Linked DNA regions of Sus scrofa: region 1 is linked to region 2. Evidence: chromatin contacts called from public Hi-C data. All regions are on one chromosome and are shown on one strand. Each heading gives the region's core, a stretch centred on a gene start, on an enhancer-like site or on the middle of the called end of the contact. The rest is flanking DNA. Distances are from core to core; before and after follow the strand shown.

Region 1 (2,700 bases), core at 99-2,598, 200 kb before region 2:
CTGGCTCTTCCCACACGAGCTCCTTCCATTGTTTAGTGACTAGTGGGGCCACAGACTGAGCCGGGGAAGACTGAGGCAGAGAGGGCAGTTCTGGACAAGAGAGGCAGGAGCTTCCCTTCAGCCACGTGGCTCTGGGTCAGGATGGACCTCAGGGGAGATGTTGAGTTGGATCTGGAGCTCAACACCCAGAGCCACGGGTGGGGTCTGAGCTGGAGGGAGATGTCTAGGGGTGTATGGGCTCCTGGGTTTCCTTCGGTGTCACCACCTCAGGGACACCTGCCACAACCCTCCTGTCATTATTGGATGCCCCTGATTTCCCCATTGATCCTTCAAGGATCACTGTTTATTTTCGTCATCACACCAGTGTCTTTGTAATATCATCTTGGTTATCGGTGTATTTGGGGTTTGTCCATGTCTTCCATTGGACTCTAATTCCATGAGGGCAGCAACTTGACTGCCATGTTAAATTGCTGATTCGCATGTTGCAGCACAGTCCCAGGCACATAGTAGGTGCTCAGTAAATATTAGTTGACTACATAAGTGAATTAGTGAATACACTAATTGTGTGTGAACATACATACTCATGCTTAACCCCATCTTTTCACACACACATACGCATTTCTAAGACATTCATGGCCCATTCATTCATTCATTCATTCAGCAGCATTTGTGGAGGGCGTGCTTAGTAATGGATTGTGAACACTATTATAAACACAGGCAGGGACACATCCACAGGATACACCTAGGGGCTTCAACACTCAAGCACAGTATGGAAGAGACTGCTCCTCCAGTGCTGTTTTCCCTTTCTTCCTTAGTAAAGGAAGAATTTAGCTGGCATGTAGCTGCCCAAAATAATATCTACATTTCTCAGCTTCTCTTGCAGTTAGTTGTGGTTGTGTAATTAAGTCATTGTTAATGGAATTGTAAGTACTATGTGTAATTTTCAGAAAGTGTCTTAAAGGAGGAACACATGTTTTTGTACCTTCCTCCTCACTGATAACTGGAATATGAGTGTGGTGGCTGGAGCTCAAGCAGCCATGCTGGATCATGAGGTAGAAGCCATGTGTTGTAGTTGACAGAATAATAATATAAAAGGAGCCTGAATCATTGATCAGAGTGAAGTCATCCTGTTAGCCCTGGCTGCCCACTTCTGGACTTTGCCTACCAGAGAGGGAAATAATCTTGTGTTTTGCCTAAGGCACTTTTAAAATAGATTTACTGTCACTTGCAGTTGAACCTACTGCTGATTCATTCTCTCTCTCTCTCTCAAACACAAACACACCACACACATCCTCTAGTCTCTTTTCCTCATGGTGGAAACCATTGGGAGGATTCCTTTCTGTCTGATGACATCACCCAGGTCCCTTGCAGGAGGTTGCATACCAATCCCATTTTGTAGCCAGTGCCCACTCACAAGCCCCAATGAATCCTACACACCCAGAATAGGGGATTCGTTCAGACTCTCCCTCCTCTGGGCAAAGAGCATCACCACCCCTGTGTGGATTTATGCTCTGTCCTTTCATTTCTCTATTCCAAGAGGTCTGGGGAATATTTACGGAAGAAGTAACAGAGTGAAACCTGGGTTTCTTAGAGTTCAGGGCATGAACCACAGCATCTTAGAAAGGAAACTTCCAGGATGGCAACTGTCACGGGGCTCCCTTGGGAAGCTCCACCCCAGCTCCTCTGTCTCCTGAGGCTTCACTTGCCCTTCAGGGCCCTGCCCAGCCCTGCCTCTTCCCTGAAGTCCCTTCTGCAGTTCCCAGCCCACCAGAAGAGGGGTCTTCTCTGAGCCCCATGACAGCCCTGCTGGCCCACTCACTGGGGGGGTTATTTCCACCTAAATGTCCTCCATCCTCTCCAGCCCTGCCCTTGGACACTGCCTCCTTCCAAGGTCATCAGAAGGCTATTCACACACCCCCAAGGGCCCAAGGTTCTTTTGGGGGGTTGTTTCCTGACCAAGGGCTTAGCATCAAACACATCACAGACAGAACCATGTTATGTCACAATATGCTGTAAAAGCAAATCTACAACTTTGAACCTCTGTAAATATTTAGAAGTAATGAAATTATGCTCTAAATTTTATAAAGATGGTCATAAATCAGGAGTCCATGTTGATTATATGTGTGTCCTCCAATGTAATAAAAATGTACACATCAAACATTATAAATGTACCTCTCTAGGCCCATAAATTTGATGTAAAACTAACATATAAGCTATAACAGACATTAAACATTTCATTAACACTAGCTTTGCTTGTCTTCTTGAAATTTAGGATGTCTATTTTGGAATAATTTGGGTGGCCCAAGACTGTGATAAAAAGCTGGTGTGGGAAGGTGTGTGAGTTTAGCAAGCAGGGGGATGTGAAATTCCAGTTGTTGACCTTAGAGTGTTGATTTGAGAAAATAGCTTGCAGCTCCCCTTCTTTTCTTCTAATTGGCAAACTCATGTGTAAGTCCACCTGGGAGGTGGAAGGTGAATAACAAATATGGAGACCTACTGTGTGCCACCATCTCACATTGATTATAACATTTGTCTGTGCAGCCACTTGTCCATGATGAACCATGGAGATTGCCACTCGCTTTAGAGTGTTGTAGTCTCTGTAGAAGGCAGAGGTTTTTTGGAGTTCCCATCATGGCTCAATGGTTAACGAATCCAACTAGGAACCATGAGGTTGTGGGTTCCATCCCTGGCCTTGCTCAG
Region 2 (2,700 bases), core at 97-2,596:
TTACTGGGTTTAGGAACCAAATTTGAGCCTTGGCGTTTTGTGGCTAAAACCAGCAGTGACATTTGACTTTACTTTGTAATATCCATGGGTCAAGGATGGTTCCCCCTTTGCCAACCACTGTGAGGAAACCTCATCTGAGAAGCGGGTCCCAGAAATCCAGTGGATTTTTCTGGATTGAGCTGCAGGCAGGGCGGTGGTTGCCAAGGGACAGCAGTGAGCATGTTCCAAGGCGAAGAGGGGACTCAAATGTAATTGCTCGGGACACGGTGGCGTCCCTGGGCCCAGATGAGGCCCCGGATTGCTGCTGTTGTCCCCCAGGACTTTCTTTTGCCCCCCTGCTAGGGACAATTTGGGGCAGTCAGTCTGGTGGCACTCAGCCTCCTGTGGCGATTAAACAGGTGTTGTCATGAGCTGGCAGCTCACCATCTGATCTAGTGCCATCGCGGGGCATTCCAGGGACACTTGAGGATTTGACGAGGGCCATCTGAGGGCTGCCATGTGAATTCCAGCCTGGAGGGTGGACACGGGTGGCTGGAGGATGGTACGTATTGGCCCCTACCCGTGGCCTGAGCTTATGGCCCCTGACCCTGCCCGTCCAGGTCAAGGCCTAGCCCCGCAGCCTCTCTTCCTCCTGTGACCACATGCGTGATTCTTTCTCTGATCTCTTCAGCTGGAGCCAGACGTTGTGAACCCAGTGTCTTCAGGGGCTGGTGGGGGACACAGGTGACGCGAATTAGAGAACTGGGCACTGCGGGGCCTGAGGTGGACGGGGGAGGATGTGCCCAGTCTAATGCCCCCCCTGTCCCCATGTGGCAAGGGGGACAGGAGAGACGCAGCTTCCAACTTTTCGAGCAGGCCAGAGTTAGCTTTGAGGCAAAAATCCCTCAGTTAAAAAAAGTTGACAGTTAATTTATAAACACGTGTTTGCCGCAGACGTGCTGTAGCTCCCTCCAGACTCTACAAGAAGTAACAACCCGAATGAGACAATGGAGGTCGCGTTACTTAGCCTCAGCGCTGAGGAGGCAGTAGGGAGAGGTGGGGACTGCGGTGAACAGAGTCCACGCCCCGCTCAAAGGCCCTGACGGCTTCTCAGCTGGTTGTGACTCTGCGTCCCTTCAAGAGAAGGCAAAGATCCAGATCTTTACACAAGGTCGCCTAATTCTTAAAATATGGGCAAGAAATTCCAATGTTGAAAACATCATAAAACCTAACAAGACTTCTTGGAGCCTCTGGGCTGTCACATCCCATTTAGCAAAGTCGCCTGTGGTCACTGCACCGAGGGGGGTCCCTATCCTGCCCCCTCTGCCAGCACATCCCAGGCTAAGAGACGTGTCTGCCGAGCTCCCCGTTCTGACCCAGAGATCCTTGATTCCGGGCAGTTTGCATTCTCCTGACTCCCCACGACATTCTTAGTTACATGAATCATGCAATTATTCTTCACTGAAAGAACACAAAACCTTTCACTTGCCGCTCACTCCCCAGCCCAGAGGCCAGGGCCACTTTGTTTGGTGTATGTTGCCCTCACTTACTTCCAGACAGTGGAGGCGTATGTGTTATATACATACTTGGAAGAGAAGCATCGCGGGCTCTCCTGTACAGGGGGTCAGGGAGGGCTCTGAGAGACCGAGGTGAGGAAGCTGAGTCACACGGATAACGAAGAGCCAACCAGAGAGCGGGACCAGCAAGTGCAAAGGCCCTGAGGCAGGAATGTTTTGAGAAACAGCAAGGAGTCCCCGGTGGTTGGAGCAGCGTGAGTGGCAGGAGTTGGGGTTAGAGGGTGGGGTTGGGGTTGCTAATTATAAAGCCATCCTGAAGACTTTTTGGCTCTTATTCTGTGCAGGAGGTTGGGTCACCAGAGGATTTTGAGTGATATGATCCAACTCAATGTATCTAAGGGCCCCCTGCTGCCAATTGGGGGAATGGATGCCAGAAGACCAATTAAGAGACCAGGGGAGAGATGACGGTGGCCAGACATAGATTTAAGTCAGACCCTGGGGTTACAGACTCTGGCTTTATTCTCAGGTTCTGAACTCCCTCCCTCTACTTTCCCAAAGATTTCCTGCCATCACAAAATCAGGTTACTTAACCTATAATTGAAAGCCAAGCAAAACGAACACTTCAAGAAATCATCTCGGACTTCCCGTGTGGCTCGAAGCATAACTACCCGGCGTTGTTGCTTCTACAGCGGCTGTGGCTCGACCGACCCCTGGCTCAGAACTTCCATATGCCGCTGGTGCAGCCACTTGTTAGGAGTTCCCATCATGGCTCAGTGGTTAACGAATCCGACTAGGAACCATGAGGTTGTGAGTTTGATCTCTGGCCTTGCTCAGTGGGTTAAGGATCCGGTGTTGCCGTGAGCTGTGGTGTAGGTTGCAGACGCGGCTTGGATCTGGTGTTGCAGTGGCTCTGGCGTAGGCTGGTGGCTACAGCTCCGATTCGACCCCTAGCCTGGGAACCTCCATATGCTGTGGGAGCGGCCCAAGAAAAAATAAAATAAATAAAATCATTTCCTTTGTCCTCCACCAGGAGCAGTCCCTGTGCCTTCTCAGAGGGGGAGGCGCTGTGTGCAGTTGCTGCCAGCTGGTGCCGCACTCCCGGTCGGAGCCTCCATCTTTGAATCTTCAAAGTACCAGCCACTCTCTCAGTCCCAGTCGACATGGTTTGCTCTGAACCCTTGGAAGAGGGTGTCAATTTAGCATT

Evidence for each region. A called contact is a pair of places that touch in the nucleus more often than the background predicts.
Region 1: a Hi-C map of embryonic fibroblasts shows a contact between it and region 2, with 3 times the contacts expected there. The contact joins two enhancer-like sites. A contact is called at or near these places in 3 of 47 Hi-C or Micro-C datasets (embryonic fibroblasts and mesenchymal stem cells).

Annotation. Positions count from the first base shown.
Region 1 is chr17:50,320,924-50,323,623 of Sscrofa11.1, reverse strand. No RefSeq gene overlaps it. Among named protein-coding and RNA genes, the nearest start is that of PREX1, 230 kb to the left of the region's middle. Within about 2 kb of position 1,348, at least 6 of the 83 cell types and tissues checked have an H3K27ac peak or open chromatin away from gene starts, as enhancers often do. A contact at or near this core is called in embryonic fibroblasts, where this site is marked.
Region 2 is chr17:50,124,042-50,126,741 of Sscrofa11.1, reverse strand. No RefSeq gene overlaps it. Among named protein-coding and RNA genes, the nearest start is that of SULF2, 320 kb to the right of the region's middle. Within about 2 kb of position 1,346, at least 2 of the 83 cell types and tissues checked have an H3K27ac peak or open chromatin away from gene starts, as enhancers often do. A contact at or near this core is called in embryonic fibroblasts, where this site is marked.